Regions from separate parts of the Rattus norvegicus genome. Here region 1 is linked to region 2. The links are chromatin contacts, called in public Hi-C maps. All regions are on one chromosome and are shown on one strand. The core of a region is the stretch at or near the end of the contact, and the rest is flanking DNA. Distances in the headings are between cores, read along the strand shown. Region 1 overlaps Trak1 (trafficking kinesin protein 1). Region 2 overlaps Trak1 (trafficking kinesin protein 1).

Region 1 (5,110 bases), core at 1,320-3,819, 33 kb after region 2:
TATGTGGATGCATTAGCCTGCAGAGGGGACAGTCAGTAGGCACACAGAGGAGAGGAGTACACACAGAGGAGTATAAATGAAACCAGAGAGAAGCTGAGCCAGCATTCAGTTTTGACACATGACATTTCTATAGAATAAAGCCATTTCCAGGTTCGAGTCAGGGACACAGAGGGATCCATGTTATTTGTTAAGACCGCACGTCACCATCTGTCTGTGGTTTCAGGAGCACTGCAGAGATCTGGGCTTGGTTTTTTCTTGCCTCTGCCTCCCTCCTGCTGGGATTGCACCATACATGGTTCATACGATACTGGGGAAGGAACCAGTGCGTCGTGCATTCCGGGCAAGCTCTGTTAGCTGATGTGTCCTATCCCAGAATTTCTAAATCGTGTTACCTCTGATGAGCGCAGGGCTGGAGTAAGAGCCCGGAGCCTTTCATCTGTGTGGAACCTCACAGTTGCTCAGGAGAAACACAAATGCTGGGAGAAGCACAGCAGTCTTCACAGAGACACTTGACCTTGAGCTACTGAACTGTGCAGAGCATTCAAGCTGGATTCCAGGGACAGCAAATTAGACTACCCCTTCCTTATACATCTCCCTGCTATTCCCTTGCCGGCCGACATAAAGGCAAGGAGGAAGGTTAGAGAGCCAGGTGGTGTCAGCTGCCAGAAGGCAGAGGTCCCCTGTGGGGGAAACGGTGGCCATGGAAGGGGAGGAGGCGGAGGACAAGCTCTTGCTTCCAGGTTTCTGGTGCTTCAGATTGAAAACCAGATTTCAGGCTCTGCCTGAGCTAGGAAATCATTCCAGGAGATCAGGTTTCCCTGAGCTCATCGGTAGGATCAGCTCTGCTTTCGAACTGAAATATTTATAGACTGCCAAATTCCAGTGACCGCTCTGTAGCAAGGCTCCGGGTGTGACTTGGTGAGAGCCTTTGAGCCCCAGGTGCCTCTCATCACCTGTTTGCGGTCATGGGTCATTATGGCAGCTCTCACTGTCAATAGAATTATTCTCCAGCGTTGTGTTACATAGCATCGCTGTGAAGTTGTGTGTGTGAGCGCAGGTATGCGTGCATGTAGGGGATGCTTATGGAGGTCAGGGGTCAGCTTCCAGTGCCATTCCTCAGGCACCGGTTTCCATCCCTTCAGTGTGGGGTTTACAAACTCACCCCACCATGCCTGCATGCTTTTTCATGTGGGTTTTGGGGTAGAACTTGGGTCCTTCCCTTTGCTGCTTTACTAACTGGAAAGTGTCCACTCTTACAATACTTTATTTAACCCAAAGTGACAGGTTTCAAAAAATAATTTCTCATCGGCTCTAAAACCACAGGAAGTAAAACAAAACAAAACAAAATGAAACCTCTAGAGCAATGGTTCTCACCAGTGGGTTGTGACCCCCTTGGTCTTGACCGACAGTTTCATAAAGGTCACCTAAGACAATCAGAAAGCACAGCTATTTCCATTACAATTCATAACAGTAGCAGCACCACAGTTACGAAGTGGCCGATAATTTTATGGTGGGGGGGTCCAACACAGCACGAAAAGTGTATCAGAGGGTTGCATGCACCATTAGGAAGGTTGGGAACCACTGTCCTGAAGGCAGTAACAGACTAAAGCCTTCCTCTGTCAGTAGTAGGGAATGAGAAGGTGCAGACCTAACGTGGTTGATAAACAGCCTCTCATAATGCAATGAACTGTATATGTAAGGGTATTGTGTTCAGTGTGCATGTGAGGGTGCGTGTGTATGTGTGTATGTGTGTGTGCATGTTTATGCAAGTATGCATGTGTGTGCAGATGTATACATGTGTGCATATGTGTGCATTTGTGGGAGCACATGTATGTGTGTGAGTGCATTTGTGCATACGTGTGCATGTGTGTGCATGTCTATACATCTGTGTGTGTGTGTGTGTGTCTGTGTGTGTGTGTCTGTGTGTGTGTGTGTGTGTCTGTGTGTGTGTGTGTGTGCAGCAGCCATGGTGGTAATGATTGTGGGGTGGATTTTTTCCTTTTTTTTCTTGGATTTTTTTTATTTACATTTCAAATGTTATTCCCTTCCCCGTTTCCTGTCCATAAGCCCCCTATCCCATCTCCCCTCCCCCTTCTTTTATGAGGGTGTTCTTCCTCCCCAACCATCACCCCTTCCTGCCCTGACATTCCCCTACACTGGGGAGTCCAGCCTTGACAGGACCAAGGGCTTCTTCTTCCATTGATGCCAAGCAAGGCCATCCTCTGCTACATATGCAGCTGGAGCCATGGGTCTGTCCATGTGTACTCTTCGGGTAGTGGTTTAGTCCCTGGGAGGTCTGGTTGGTTGGTTGTTGTTCTTATGGGGTTGCAAGCTCTATGGAGTGGATTTTCAAAGGATAGCTCCCTAATGCTGCTGAAACAAAAACTGTGCATCTTTAGAATCTAGGCCAGTTGGGAAGAAGGGCTGTGTGTCCCTGTGAACTTGTGGGTTTTAGACGATTGTTTAATAATTATACAGTCAGCTGCTTTCTGAAAGCTCCTACTGTGCCCATGTCTCTTGTGGTCAATGGGTAACTCACAGTTCAGCATCACTGGAGGCAGAGCCTGGTGACGGTGAGGACAGTGCAGGTCCAATCCCTGATGTCACGGTCTGAGGAGTCAGCTGAGTTAGACGCTCGCCCACATCCCGCTCTCTGCAGTTAGCGATCTCACTGCCTTTTCCATCTCTTACAGTTCTATGTGCCGAAAGAGTTGGCCAGATGACTAAGACATACAATGACATTGATGCTGTCACAAGGCTTCTTGAGGAGGTGAGTGTCTGGGGGAGGTGAGGGCCGATAAAACCGGGGGGGGGGTATTGGTGGGCACCCAGTCTGTTTCAGGAAGGAACCTCACATTGGGCCCTTGTAGTATACAAGTTAACGGTTTCATTTTGCTACTTACTTATTTTGAGACAGAGTTACAATTTGATGGTTTCGTTTTTTGCTACTTAGTGATTTAGAGACAGGATCTCACTCTATAGCCCTTGCCTGGCCTGGAACTTGCTGTGTAGGCCAGGCTGACCAGAATTCATAGAGGTCTGCCAGCCTCAGCCTCCCAAGGGCTGGGATTAAAGATATTCACCACCACCCCTGGTAGCTCTATCCCTAGGCCTTTGCTGCTGTTGACTTTGTGCACATCTGTTAGATTCGTTGTTACTGTTCGAAAACAACAGTCTTGTGAAGACTGCCCTCAGATTTGCTGTGGAGCTGACATCGGCCTCATATTCCCCGTGCTATGACCTCTGCCTCCCAAGTGTAGGGATTACAGAAACATACCGTCATGCTCAGCTGATATTTGAGATTGGGGTTGTCCAACTTGTGACATTGCAGTATGACATTGCCGTTTACAGGTTGGCACACATTCATATCTATCCTGGGATGTATACAGTTGGCAGGCTGCAGGATAGATACACCTATGTGTGTATACAGTTGGCAGGATGTATATAGTCGGCAGGTTGCAGGCTTAGATAACCTGTGGGATGTATACAGACGGCAGGATGTATAGGATGTATACAGTCGGCAGGCTGCAGGCCAGATACACCTCTTTGTTTTTGATATTCTGAATTGATGGCACCACACAGGGCCCCATAAGTACTTGTCAGGACAGCCAGTCTGCTTGAAAAGAATATGTTCTTGCTTGTGAAACTTTGTTGCATCCAGCTGATGGAGCCGAGGCAGCCTCAACATAGAAATAAATACAGAGCAACAAGAGTGCCTTGGCTGATGTGGGGAGGAAAGTCAGTCAGATCGCGCCCTCGAGAGACTGGCGTTTTCAGCTGGCTTCCGTGTTCTGGTTTCATTTGGGAGTAAGGGACTATGACGTCCCCCGAGGACACATGGGGGTGCCCGGTGTACCTTCAGGTCAGGATGATCAGGCCCTGGAAGAAGTATTGGTAACTTTTAATTTTTTATCCCTGTAAGCACACCTGACAGAAGTAGCTTGTGGGGTTGGGGAGAGGGTACTGTGTTGGGCTGACTGGAGATTTCCGCACATTATATTAGGGAAGGAGTGGCAGGGAGGCTTCCCCTGTGGAAGGGAGAGCATGAGTTGGTGGTCGTTCATGGGGTTGCAGGGAAAATAGAAGGTGACTGGAACCCAGTGCCAGATTATGACCTTCAAAAGCGGCCCCTGGTGATCTACTGCCTGCTTTAAAAGCTTTAAAGGAGGAACATCATGTCTCCTTAGAGCAGTTTCTCCCCTCGCCCCTTTGTAGTTAGTGCTTTCCTGTTTTATTTTTGATAGGCAATCATGCCTGCACCTCCGTGTTTTATAAATAGCAGCTGTCCCCTTTGTCCTTGGCCCTGATAAGATATCACAGGGAAGTCCCTGCCTTTCTCTGGAACCACAGGGCTCATACTCTGACTGCTACAGCCAGTCGTGTGACAGTCACTTCATACTGTTCCTGCTTGGGCTCTGTGTCTCTGTTTAGGAATGCTGGCTTACATACCAGCTGCATACTGAGTGCTGCAGAACTTTCCCAGAACAGCGTGTGTGTGTGTGTGTGTGTGGGGTATATGTGTGGTGTGTGTGTTTGTGTGTGTGTGTGTGTGATGTATGGTATATGTGGTGTGTGTGTGTGTGGTGTGTGTGTGTGTGTGTGGTATATGTGGTGTATGTGGTGTGTGTGTGTGTGTGTGTGTGTGTGTGTGTGGTATGTGTGGTGTGTGGTGTGTGGCATATGTGGGGTGTGTGTGTGTGTGGTGTGTGTGGTGTGTGGCATATGTGGGGTGTGTGTGTGTGTGGTGTGTGGTGTGTGGTGTGTGGCATATGTGGGGTGTGTGTGTGTGTGTGGTGTGGTATATGTGGTGTGTGTGTGGGGGGGTATGGTGTGTGGGTATGTGGTGTGTGTGCTGTGTGTGTGTGTGTGTGGGTGTGTGTGGTGTGTGGGGTATATGTGGTATGTGGTGTGTGTGCTGTGTGTGTGTGGGGGGATGTGTGTGGTGTGTGGGGTTTATGTGGTATGTGTGCGTGTGCGTGTGTGTGGTGTGGGGTGTGTGTGTGTGTGTGTGTGTTGCGTCTTTCCTGGGAAGGAGATCCTCAGGCTTGTCCTGACAGACTGCATAGGGAATCACCTAGAGTTCGCTGCTCTGCCCCAGTTACGGCGTGCT
Region 2 (5,024 bases), core at 294-2,793:
TTCCCTTGGACACCATCCATTTTGTTTGTTTGTGCAGGGTCTCTCCCTAGCCTAGACATCACCAGGCAGGCCAGGCCGGTCAGGCCAGCAAGCCTTGGGGATCCACCTGTCTCTGCGTCCCCAGGACTGGGAGTACAATTGTTGAAAGATCCCATGCAGAGAGACCCTTACTCAAGTCTTGGGAAATCGCGGACCCCAGACACAGAGAGACCATTTTGGATGTAATAAGCAAAGGCGAGGTTTATTACAGAGACCTATTACAGAGATCTCCGGGCCGACACGTATCCCGCGCAGGAGACAGAGGTGTCGGCCCCGAAACTCAAAAGTCAGAGGGTTATATAGAGAAGGCTAGGGGGTTTTGGCGTGGTTACATACAATTGGCTCATTCAAACATAGCAGTGAGAACAAAGCAGAAAGAGTACGTGTTAGAAGTCAGGGGCTTATCAGGGTCTGGAGGATGGCCCTGAGTGAGCTGGGGGGAGATGTCTTTCTGCCAGACGTCCCATGAATCAGTCCCATTAACTCAGGCTGGTTCCTGCATTCCTTTTCTTTATGGCTTGCCAGTCCTGCCTGGACAGTGTTTCCTGTGCTCCTTTATCTTTATGGCCTGCTAGTCCTGGCTGCAGGGCTTAGCCCTGGGTCTGTGGCCTTTTGGGATTTAATCTTTTAATTTTTATATTTCCAAACCTAGAATTCGTATAATTCTCTTTTCATTGTGTATCGCCACATCTGGCTTTTTTATGTGGTTTCTGTAGACTGAACTAGGGTTTCCTCAAGCATGCATGGCGAGCACTTTGCTGACTGAGCCATCTCCCCAGCCTCAGTCCAGCGATGCTTCAGAGTTCTTTGAGCTGCGTTTACATGGCCTCAGACCTTGATGCGTCTTCGCAATCCACAACGCTCACTCGTGTCCATTTTCACAGAGCATCCCCAGAGCCTCTGGCCCTTAGGTCTAGGAGAGCTCCCTGGCTGCCCCCACATGCCTTTCCTATCTCCCAACTTTCTGGGCTGTGAAGGCAAGTGCAGCATTGCTTATGTCTAGGTGGTTGGCCACATCACAAAAAGATCAAATACCCTGGTGTTCGAGAATGCATTCTGTCCCAGTCCTGGAAAGACAGGTCGAGTCCTAGTGGCTGAGCAGCTGACAGGATGGTCACAAGTGACATTATTCTTAGGAGGGATTTCCACACTCCACCCACCCCAGGCTCTGTTCTCTTCCCCACTCAAACACCACGGAGACACCAGAGAATGACAGCCTGTTGTGTGGGTGTTTCCCGTGGGAATGTGTTGGTCCCCTGCCCACTCTCCTGCAGACAGGCTGCCACAGCCTTTTTTGGGGGGTGCAGCTGTGCAGAGCTGGTTTGGTCAGATCTCTGTTTACCCAAGAGATGCCACTGACTGGCAGCAGCTGTCTTGAGCCCAGGTCCCCTTCCTCAGGAGGTGGCCGTGCAGCGGCTGAGGGCTCTCCCAGAGGTGGGAACTGGCTGCTCACCTCAGAGTAGGCCTGCAGGGGACGGTGTTTCCTTGGGAACTGAGTGGGAAGAGATCCTTGTCTTGAGGGCATTGGGCCATCGATCTCTGAGGAGAGTCACGGCTTCTGTTCTCCACACACTTCTGAGGTGCATCAGGTCTCGCCAAGGCTTGCTAGCTCAGATGCTGACTGTGCTGGCTGTGATCCCTCCCGTGTTAGGCAGAGAAGCCCCTACACTCAGATACAGATATTTCCCCTTCTCGGGATTGAACCGTGGCCCTAAAATACCATGAAATCCCCAGGGCCCTCACTTTATCATTAACTCTTTTCTTGGCACTCTGAGAGCCCACACTGGCTTCCTGCCTGGGAATGTTCTGCATAGAGACTTTACAACCTGAAGTGAGTGCAGTGGGCTGGTAAAGGCTCCTGGGAATCTTGGGGTGGGTGTGGCTAGCTGGGTTCCTGCGCAGAGAGTGACAGTTCACAGTTTTGTCTTCTTAAATGATTTCATAGACTTAGAGGGCGCCGTGGGGCCATCTCATCAGGTACAAAGGAACAGGATGCAGATTAGCCTGATCTGGTCAGTCCACCTATGTCACTGCCTCTGCCTTCTTGCCTTGGCTCACCCAGGGAGAGGAAGGGAAGCTTGGCCTTGGCTGCTGTTCCTATGTGGGTCTCCAGCAAAGTCCTGTCATAGGCTCTCCCTGCTGCCTCCAACAGTCCTGCCCTCCTACTGTTGGCACCATGACTGTCTCTTCCAAGTGTGTGGTCAGGCCTTGGCTGCTCCCGTTTGACTGGGCTCCCTCTGCCTTCCCTGTTTTAGCAGCACCCATGTCGCTGTGTGGCATCCCTGCCATATTACATATTCCAGAGGGAACCGGCCTGGTCCTCGCCTTCATCTGGGTTCCCAGTGTCCTTGAACGTCCACCCCGAGCATCTGCAAACTTCTTGATTGGTTTTCCCCAGCTGAGGACTGATTCTTATCACCAAAGCCAGAGTTCACCGTCCTCTCTTATCCAGCTAGGCCCACATGGAGTGCGGTTGGCTTCTGGGTTGACCGGACTCAAGCTGCTCCCACAGCAGTTCACTGCTATAGGCTCCCTGCTAAATGGGCTGACCTCACGGTGAGGTCAGAAACCCATCCTATAGACTCAGTCATAGTCTGCAGGGTACTCTGGGCCTGTGTCCTCATCCTGTGTGTCATATGTACTGGCTAGGTTTATGTTAACTTGATACAGCTAAAATCAGCTGAGAGGAGGGAACCTCAATTGACGAATATCTCCGTAAGGGTGGGCTGTAGAGAGGCCTGTAGTGTATTTTCGTAATTAGTGATTGTTTGGGGGTGGGTTCACTGTGGGCAGTGCCAGCCCTGGGCTGGTGGTCCTGGGTTCTGTAAGAAAGCAGGCTGGACAAACCAGGGGAAGTAAGCCAGTAAGCAGCACCCCTCCGTGTCCTCTGCACCAGCTCTTGTCCTGCTTGAATTCCTGTCCTCACTGCTTTTGATGATGAACTGCTCTATGGAACTGTGAGTGGAATAAAGCCTTTCCTCCCCAGCTTGCTTTTGGTCATGGTGTTTCATCACTGCGGTAGTAACCTTAACTGAGACACCATACTTGAGTGTACAACGTTCTAAGATATATGTTTAGTGCCTACCTGTGCCCATCAGACATCTCCCACCTCAGTAATTCTATGTCTTGAGAGTAGAGTTCAAATTAGAAAAGATCCCTCATGGATATGACCTTGCCTGGATTTTGCATGCTGCAGATGGGTGACGACAAGGGATAGGCCTCAAACTCAGCTCTCAAGGCGACGGCCAGGGTTCTCACTCAGTCTTCCTCTCTCCAGACGTGTGCAACAGCACCAACCTTCCAGAAGTGGAGATCATTAGCCTGCTGGAGGAGCAGCTGCCCCACTACAAGCTAAGAGCGGACACCATCTATGGTTATGACCACGATGACTGGCTGCACACGCCCCTCATCTCCCCAGATGCCAACATCGACCTCACAACCGAGCAGATCGAAGAGACGCTGAAGTACTTCCGTAAGTAGCTGGCGCCATCTGTGGGCACGGTGATGTGATGCCAGGCCCTTCCTGTGCCTCCTGGTCCCGTCTGCTGTGAGTAGCTCTGGACCTGTTGGCTATGGAAGGGTAGCCAAGAGGGATGTGGCCTTAGGGGTTAGCCGTGTTAGGGGTCTTCTTGGTCTGTATGAGTTGTGGGGACCAAGCACTTTCATTTGAAACGCACAGAATGACTTCAAGTTATTCTCGTATCCCTTCTTTTCCTGTTTTAAAAAATAATAACTTGTATTTGTTGGGTAGAGTGACTAGTGCTCTTAATGGCTGAGCCATCTCTCCATCATTTCCCTTCTAAACCCCCATTGAGAGTGAATTTGCTTGCATTTAAAAACCAAATATTACAAGGAAATCCAGGCGGCTTCCATCAATGTAGACATAGCAAAGCCTGACTGTGCAGAAGCTGGGTAAGCCAGAATTCCAGGAGCCAAACGGTTGCTGCAGTGTAGGGTTACACCTCTAGGTGGCAGAGCTGCTTCCTGTCGGGTGAGCTTATGCTTAGGGGAACCTGGAGGTGAGGAGGAAGGGAGGGCGGGCGACCTGGGCAGTCCACACAGTCTTTATGAGCTTTCCTGATAGCCTGTGTCAATAAGAACGGAAATAGAATAATCCAGGCCTAGAGTATCTGGTGTGCCTCATAGGTCAGAAGTTCTTCGTGAGTCAGTTTTGTTTAGCCAGGGTGTCTGCACTAGCGAGGAGTGAGTGTGGGATTGCGCATGGAAAGTCAACTCGCTTGTCTTGTCGTTCTGTGTTTTTCTACTGTGGAAGTCCACAGTATAATTTGAAACTATCATTTGTGAGAGAGTCTTCACGTGGCTTGTTCTTCTGTCTGCGGTGGGAGGCTCCTGGTTCCTCCTCACGCACATCGATTGGCCGTGGCCATGCGCATGCGCAGTGTAATTGGAGTGTCGTTCACCATAGTACCAAACCATTACAGGACAGCCACAGAAGTGACTCGTCACATCTCTATGAAATATCTACAGGCAGGCAAAGCTGCTTTGATCTAGCACCAGTGCACAATTCCTATGGTCTCTCCATCAGGAGACTCAAACAGGGATTGTCATTTGTTTTCATACATGTAAGAAAACGCAAAAGAAGCCCTGTTAGAATCCCCCCCGGGGGGGGGGGTGCCACAGCGTAAACTACAACTTGAGGAGCTGCAATGACCACTTAAAGGTGCTTAAGGTTGGGTGCGCCCAAGTCTTCTTGTGCATTATTTCCTTCTGCCGATTCTGTGCTTAGAGCTAGGTGCTCTTTGTCAGTGTCTGATATCTGGAGCTGGAGAGGTGGCTCAGCAGTTAAGAGCTCTCACTTCTCTTGCAGAGGACCTGAGTTCCGTTCTCAGCAGCCACATCAGGAACAACTGCTACATAGGAGTGGATGCCCTCTTCTGGACTCTTCGAGCGCTGCACTCACACGTGCACACACCCACATAGACACAAACACATAGAATTTTTTAAAATAAAAAATAGCAATATCT

Evidence for each region. Hi-C and Micro-C count contacts between places; a contact is called where the count stands out from the background.
Region 1: a Hi-C map of kidney shows a contact between it and region 2, with 3 times the contacts expected there. The contact joins two enhancer-like sites. A contact is called at or near these places in 9 of 12 Hi-C or Micro-C datasets (frontal cortex, hepatocytes, kidney and 4 more) and 1 of 1 datasets of contacts at active chromatin or transcription factors (oligodendrocytes).

What each region holds. Positions count from the first base shown.
Region 1 is chr8:129,975,497-129,980,606 of GRCr8, forward strand. It overlaps Trak1 (trafficking kinesin protein 1), which reads left to right. Exons shown (of 16, transcript NM_001134565.2): 3 at 2,694-2,770. Among named protein-coding and RNA genes, the nearest start is that of Trak1, 53 kb to the left of the region's middle. Within about 2 kb of position 2,570, at least 8 of the 93 cell types and tissues checked have an H3K27ac peak or open chromatin away from gene starts, as enhancers often do. A contact at or near this core is called in kidney, where this site is marked.
Region 2 is chr8:129,943,473-129,948,496 of GRCr8, forward strand. Trak1 (trafficking kinesin protein 1) reads left to right here. Exons shown (of 16, transcript NM_001134565.2): 2 at 3,317-3,511. Among named protein-coding and RNA genes, the nearest start is that of Trak1, 21 kb to the left of the region's middle. Within about 2 kb of position 1,544, at least 14 of the 93 cell types and tissues checked have an H3K27ac peak or open chromatin away from gene starts, as enhancers often do. A contact at or near this core is called in kidney, where this site is marked.